Regions from separate parts of the Bombyx mori genome. Here region 1 is linked to region 2. Evidence: chromatin contacts called from public Hi-C data. All regions are on one chromosome and are shown on one strand. The core of a region is the stretch at or near the end of the contact, and the rest is flanking DNA. Distances in the headings are between cores, read along the strand shown. Region 1 holds the start of LOC101740011 (phospholipid-transporting ATPase VD). Region 2 holds the start of LOC100862773 (HMGB protein).

Region 1 (3,585 bases), core at 290-2,789, 760 kb before region 2:
TATTTTTGTAGACTGTTTTCACTGATATTCATTATTCTACTTAATCCAAATGACTATATTATTATTTTTATAAAATCTGTATATTAAAAGAAAATAAAACTTTAAATTGACTTGAAAAATATAAAAATGTGCTTAAAGTTTACATTCAATATTATGATAAAATAATGAATCAAATAATGTATCCAAAACCAAAATGAAAATTGCTTTTTGATACATAAGCTAGCTTAAGGGCCAGAGCCATTTTGTAAATTCTACAGAATCTTATGAAACAAACTGAGTCATTACTTACTGTAGGTACAACAATTCCACATTCTAGTATACTTCCAAATAGCTAATTCAAGTAAAAAAATATTAAGATTTAAATTACTCACTTCTTGTATACTCTGCAAAATGAATTGTTGATTCTCTTGTCTGACATGTGTCTTCTCCGATCTTCAAACAAGTCTTTAATAGCCGTCACACCTAACACAAACAACACAGGTAGCATAGCCACTTCCTTGCCAAATGCACTTATAGCTGGCACCCAGTTCAACAACACAATAAAAATAAAATACACATTTGCGATCCTATGAAACTGTTCAAATAAATTTTTTGGTAAAAATGACAGTAAGGTGTATTTAGTAGTCCTAATTTTATTGTTGCACCTATGTCCATTAGGATGGTCTTTTGGTGGTGTTTTATCTGGCACTAAATGGTTTGGTACTACAGTCATATGACAATTATCAATAACAGGCTGTTGTCTTCTCAACAACCAAAAGGCTGCACGCCGCCATGGGCCAACAACGGAAGTTCTTCTTATTGTGTATATGGAATCAGAGCGGGATGCTTGTCGTGAGTGATGAGCGCGTACAGATCCCAGTCTTGGTTGGGCACTTGCAGGTACTGGTTCGCGATGACCTGGTGGCAAGATGAAGTCTGTGCGGCTGCCAGTGCGACTGTGACCGGGTCCTGACCCGGCGCGTGGACCTTCGCCAATTTGACCATGAGACAAAGCTCGCTGATGACCTCTCAGTGCAGATTTTAAGGGCGGCCGGGCCGTGGTCGTATTCCCGGCTAGTATGGGAGTGCCACCATGGCTTATGGACCTCGAGTGTCCTTTTACTTTCGGAAATAGATATGTTTGTTCGGGTGCTCCTGGTAAACATGGCACCGTCGAGGGAGTCTCTCCGCTTCCTTCTGTTGACATTTTTATACATCTGTGATGGATGCCGCTCAATTATTCCTTTCATTTAAAACGTGACGCGTAATGTGATAGTAATGTTTATTGAAGAGTTATAAGAGAATTTGTCGATTGTCGAATGATTTGAAACATATGGTAAAGTCATCTGATCACTGATTCGCAAGAATAATATTCGTGTTACAGAGAGAACGTATCAATGGTGATGTATTCTGAACTGATAGTACATTACACATTGCTATATATTTCACATCGAAATACAAATATTGTTATTTCCACGAAGCAACGGCGCTTATCACGTACGCGAGAGAACAACTCAAAACAACTAAAAAAGTGACTGTAAGTGAGAGTAGCGAACTGACAGAATTGACACGAAGTTGACATTTTGACATGATTTTGTTTTATTTGATTGTCAATTGGATACGCGATGAGAGCAAAGCCTATACAGCCAAGTCTTGTGTAGTGGAGGATGAAGCCATCATTGCCATATGAATGGCAATTTACAATGTCCGTTCCCGTATCACCTACGCAGCTGCGACATGGTATCACCTCATCCCGCAGCTTACGCGGGTGAGGTTGCAGGCCCAGTAAAATCTGGCTCTACGCACGATAGTAGGAGCAGGCCGTTACGTCAGAAATGACGTAATAGCCCGGGATCTTTATGTGCAGTTGCTCGAGGAGTTCATTTGGAGGCTAGCTCGTAATATTTACGAGCGGGCTGACGGTGGACCCCACGAGCATGTCCACAATATAGCTCCCTTGCATGCCAGACCAACTGATGGTCGGGCGCAACCAAGGGAGCTACTGGCAACTTAACCGGAGTGTTAAGGGAGTGCTCATAATGAGTGTGGGAGCATGGGGATGGGACTGAGCTGTCCACATACGGGATCCGTGGTGGACCCCGGCCCTCTTCTTGCTGACTGTTGTTCCTGTTTGTATATAGTAGTTAGTAGTTAGTTTGTAGTTAGGTTTAGTTAGTTGTAAGGGCAAAAAAGAAAAGAAAAGAAAAGCAGAGTACAGCACCCCGGCGCCGCCGCGCTGGTGTGCTACGTCCACGGGCACCAATTCGACGCCTAACCAAGCCCATCGTATTATATATGTTTAAATAGATGTAAACTGCAACCGAGCACGCTAAGAACAGTCCCACCCTCATCACACCCTGCCCTGCGTTGCAGGGAGTTTCTGCCCGCCGGGGCAGATGGGTTTGCCCCGAGGCCCGCTCCGTGCCCTCTTAAGGGGGCACGAAGAACCCTTCTTATCTTATTGTGAATGGCAGTGAAATGGAGCAACTGGACCTAAGATGCAAATGAAATTGATATTGGAATGGAATTTTTGAATATTAAATTCAGTTACTGAATCAATTGTCAGTTTAAACGCAATGAAGTAAGACGTGTCATGTGCGTAAGAGGATGGCCCCAGTATTGTCTAGAAAAGAACAAATTTTTTATTTTTTTTATTGCTCGAAATAAAAAATAAAAAAAACAAGAATATCGCTGAAGAAATATTTATTGCTGTGCGGAATGTTAACAAATATGACATGAATATGAACATTATGAGTGATTTAGAACCAGCAAACTTCAGAAATCTTCTTTATATATAAAAAAGAATTGCTGTTCGTTAGTCTCGCTAAAACTCAAGAACGGCTGAACCGATTTGGTTATTTTTGGTCTTGAATTATTCGTGGAAGTCCAAAGAAGGTTTAATCTACCTTGATTTAAGAAAATGCTCGGAATTAAATAAAAATAACAATTTTGTTTTTCTTTTGATGTGTTCCCCTTCGGACGGATTCCTTTAGGTCTTTTATTTATCGATTGAGGCACTACGAAGTCTGCCGGGTCAGCTAGTTATCTTTAAATGGATTCGATCTCGTTTGACCTAATATTAGGCCTTGTGACACCGTTTATTAAAAAACAGGATACTATCCTACGATAGTCTATTATATATTTATTTTACAACTATTACATATCTAATCCTACGACAGTATAAGTCCAAAAGAAAGATTGGTTGTAACATTAAGATTTCTTGCAACAGGAAATTCGTATCAAGATTTAAAATTTAGTTCTTCAATATCCCAACCCCTGATGACAAAAACTATCCCTGAAACATGTCGGGCTATTTATAAATGTCTGGAACATTAAATAAAGGCGACCGAAATTAATACTTTTTATTCGGAAGCAAAAAACAAACTAAACTTCTTCTCTTTGTTAAAAACACAAACATCGATTCTCAATCTTTGATATAATTTTGGTTCATGCTTCTTGCATGCATGCAATCTTGCATTCAATATGCACCTTTAATAATCTGGATTCTATAATTTTACTTCGTTCATTTTGTTCATTCGGCAACGTCATCGATGGCCGACATCTTTCCGTTCTCAGTTCCGACATTTTGACATTTCTTCAGCAGTA
Region 2 (3,273 bases), core at 753-3,252:
CCCTCTCGTTGACTGGTAATGATTTGAAGTGTTTCTGTACAGCCTGTAATAAAAAAATAACAATGATTTTAAAACAAAAGATGCAATAAAAAGTGTAAGACAACTGTAAATAACAATAACATCACGTAGAACAAAATAAAATAGGGAACTATGTGAGTGAATTTTTGTTGTTGTTGTTGTAGTATTAGAGTACCCTGCTGGTACTTAGGGCACTCACAAGTTGTCTCCACTTGAACCATTTTCATAATTGTTATTTTTTTAAAAAACAGCTTAATGCAACTACACATTTTATTTAAGGCCAGAATGTATGAGCTAATCATAGAGAATGATACAAAATTAGCCACAATATCTTTACAATTAGTCTGGCTTGTAGTGAAATAGTATTAAAATTACCTTTTCTTAATTAATGATTTAAAATACGAATTATTATTAATTTGTGAAAATTAGCACATATTTAGATAGTATTGTAAGTTTTGATAAAGTAAATAAAATAAAGTTAGCTATGGATATTAAAAAAAAAATTAAGACATTTAGACTTACAACTATTTTTACTGAGGAAAACATAGTTATAACTTACATCAGCCAACTGTGCCTTGTTCAGTCCTGGCCTTGTTGGCACCTTGTAGTGTCTTTTGTACCTCCTCAAGGTATTAACCTGTAATTGGAACCAGTCCACTTCTGGAGCATCATTTTCTGCTTCATTACTATCATCTTCTGAGTCTTTTGTTCTTCTCTGTTTTGTTCTGGCACACTGGATCATTGTTTTGTGATAATCACAAATGTATGTGTGTCTTGCCTGTAATATTGTATTTAGTTAGTGTATGGAGCTGAATGATGATATGTAATAATTTTGTTTTTTTTTGTCTACATTTTTTTTATTCAAATTAATGGAGATCTTTAAAAATCAATCACTAAAAAAACTATCTAAAACTTGCATTATAGATTTTAGTTTATGCTTTCTAAAAAAATAATGAATGTAATTGTGAAAATCAGCAGTAAATAAACATACCTGACCGTCTATATTAAGTTTGAGCCTCCTTAGCGCCACAGTTTTCTGTATACGCTTGCTGTACGAAGCGTTGCCCGCTGGTCGTCTGCAGCGGTCGCCGTCATCCACAAGGCAACATATTTGGTCAGAATTACCTCTAGAATCTTCTTCTCCTGTACTAAACCCGTTGTTCATTTGATACTCCCGTTGAATCATATATGATTAATAAATTAAACTTGCGTATTACACACCGCACCAGGCGACGGAAAATTGTCCAACGTATTCACAAAGGACTCACAATTGAGGTTATGATTTATGACAACACAGTTTGTTTTTACACTCGAAATCAATTAAAAACATGACAACTATTCGATATTGAGATGCTTTTAACAAGCCGAATGCCCAATCTGTCGGTTACTTTTAATCCACAGCACTTGTGCATGAAAACGTCTATAACACTAACAGTTGAAACGATGCAATATTCGGTAATTTTCGTTCTGATACTGTGAATCTAGATTTACAACATAGGAAAAGATTCTTGAATCTTTTTTTCTACAACAAGATATATTAATTTTGGTTCTTAATTTTGACTTGGTACTTTCTCGTACCGATCTAGCACTTCGCCATAATAAAATGAAGTGAACGAGTGAATTTCATTAATTTGTTTTAGACGAATGTTTTGTTCGTTCCTTCATTCACTCTTATGCGACTCGAACCAAAAACACGCAGTCAATATGAACTTATTTACTCGGAATAACGTTGAGATTGGCACAACCATGATCTTTTCTAAAAATGAAAACATTTCAAATTGTCAGCATGTAGTGGTAGTGAAATGACAACACAACTACATACATATCATAGTATAAACAAAAAATAAAGCTAGCACTAGCCGTAGGATTGGATAACATTTTGCGGGAAATATAAATTCAACGAATCAAATTGTTTTCTGACTGACGTCGCTGATCGTGTATTTATCTCGTAGAGAACGCGAAGACTGCCGAATACCCTGCGTAACAATAAGCGCTGAAATCGTGTGCTCGTTTGTATTGAGAATTTTAGTTGGTGAGTTCTATTATTATATTACCTAATCATTAAGTTAGACCATCAATTGTATAAATTAAATGCCAGCGAGAAATATTGCAAATTTGTTTTAATACAATATTTCTGAAATTATATTTATAGTCATACATTCTAATTTTGTAAGCAAATGGCTGCCGAGAGCGGAACTCCGAAGTAAGGTGACATATTCTATGGATACTTATATGTATATGGCATATGGCGTAGATATAGATTTGATGATTAAGCGTATGTACAACATCCTTGAGTATGTTTCTATATTATGTTAACATCAGCTTCATTTTGGAAAAAAATAATCTCCATTGTATATGTTTACGCGAGTTAAATCATAAATTAGTAAAAAATGCGTGTTCAGTTTGTTGTGTATTGACAAACTGTAAGATAAGCATTAAATTTAATGCAATGTACCTACACGTGACTTAGGATGTAAAATGATGGTAGAACAATACTTAGAAATTTATTTTATTGGAACAATAGAACGTTATAAATTACAATCACTTTAAATATACACTGCAACGAAGTCTTAATGTTTTGAAACATTTAATACTTAATAGGTATTATAGGTTTGTTTAAAAGAGGTGAGGCTTTTGAAAGATCGCGAATTTCTTATTTTAATTGACATCATACACATGCAAGTGAGCAAGCACTACGGTGAGTACGGTGAGCGCTAGGAATTTGTCACCATGATAAATTAACGTCAGCGCAATTTTATAACAAATGCATAACATTGCAACGATTTCGTACGGCACAATTCAGCGGATTATTTGTACGTTTTGGTGCATGGTGAGAATTCAGCTCTAATAAATGATATAGCAGCCAAGTATATATTTTTGTAATTACTTTTCAAAAGAGCTAGTTGTGGTAAATCAGCACTACATGCCAAAGTTTCCATTACAGACATGTTTTAAATGCCTTTATACGGAAATCTTTCACAAATGTGATTTCAAAAGAACTGCATTTCGTTTGTAGTAATGTAGGTATATACTTACAATGTTTTGCTTTGGGAATGCACAATTAATTTTTTTTAATGATTCCTACGAATCCAGTAACAGTTTAACACTCACATATTGGGCTATCCATTCGTATAGTGTGTCAATTTCCAATGCCATTACGTATGTTGCTACAGGATTTTTTTAAATCTAAAAGTGAGATCTCATTTTTTATATCGATAACTAAGGCCCACTTAGCCCAATATTAACAATCAATCC

Evidence for each region. Hi-C and Micro-C count contacts between places; a contact is called where the count stands out from the background.
Region 1: a contact with region 2 is called in a Hi-C map of posterior silk gland, with 1.6 times the contacts expected there. The contact joins the promoter of LOC101740011 here to the promoter of LOC100862773 in region 2. A contact is called at or near these places in 2 of 7 Hi-C or Micro-C datasets (middle silk gland and posterior silk gland).

What each region holds. Positions count from the first base shown.
Region 1 is chr13:13,906,222-13,909,806 of ASM3026992v2, reverse strand. LOC101740011 (phospholipid-transporting ATPase VD) reads right to left here and starts at 1,539. Exons shown (of 16, transcript XM_004927955.5): 1 at 372-1,539. The coding sequence starts at 1,186. LOC101738941 (beta-alanine-activating enzyme) reads right to left here. Exons shown (of 6, transcript XM_004927706.5): 6 at 3,572-3,585. LOC119629346 (a long non-coding RNA gene) reads left to right here. Exons shown (of 3, transcript XR_009974753.1): 3 at 1-127.
Region 2 is chr13:13,147,460-13,150,732 of ASM3026992v2, reverse strand. LOC100862773 (HMGB protein) reads left to right here and starts at 2,002. Exons shown (of 7, transcript NM_001257000.1): 1 at 2,002-2,050. LOC101741109 (histone deacetylase complex subunit SAP30 homolog) reads right to left here and starts at 1,897. Exons shown (of 3, transcript XM_004927722.5): 1 at 1,010-1,897; 2 at 578-796; 3 at 1-43. The coding sequence starts at 1,204.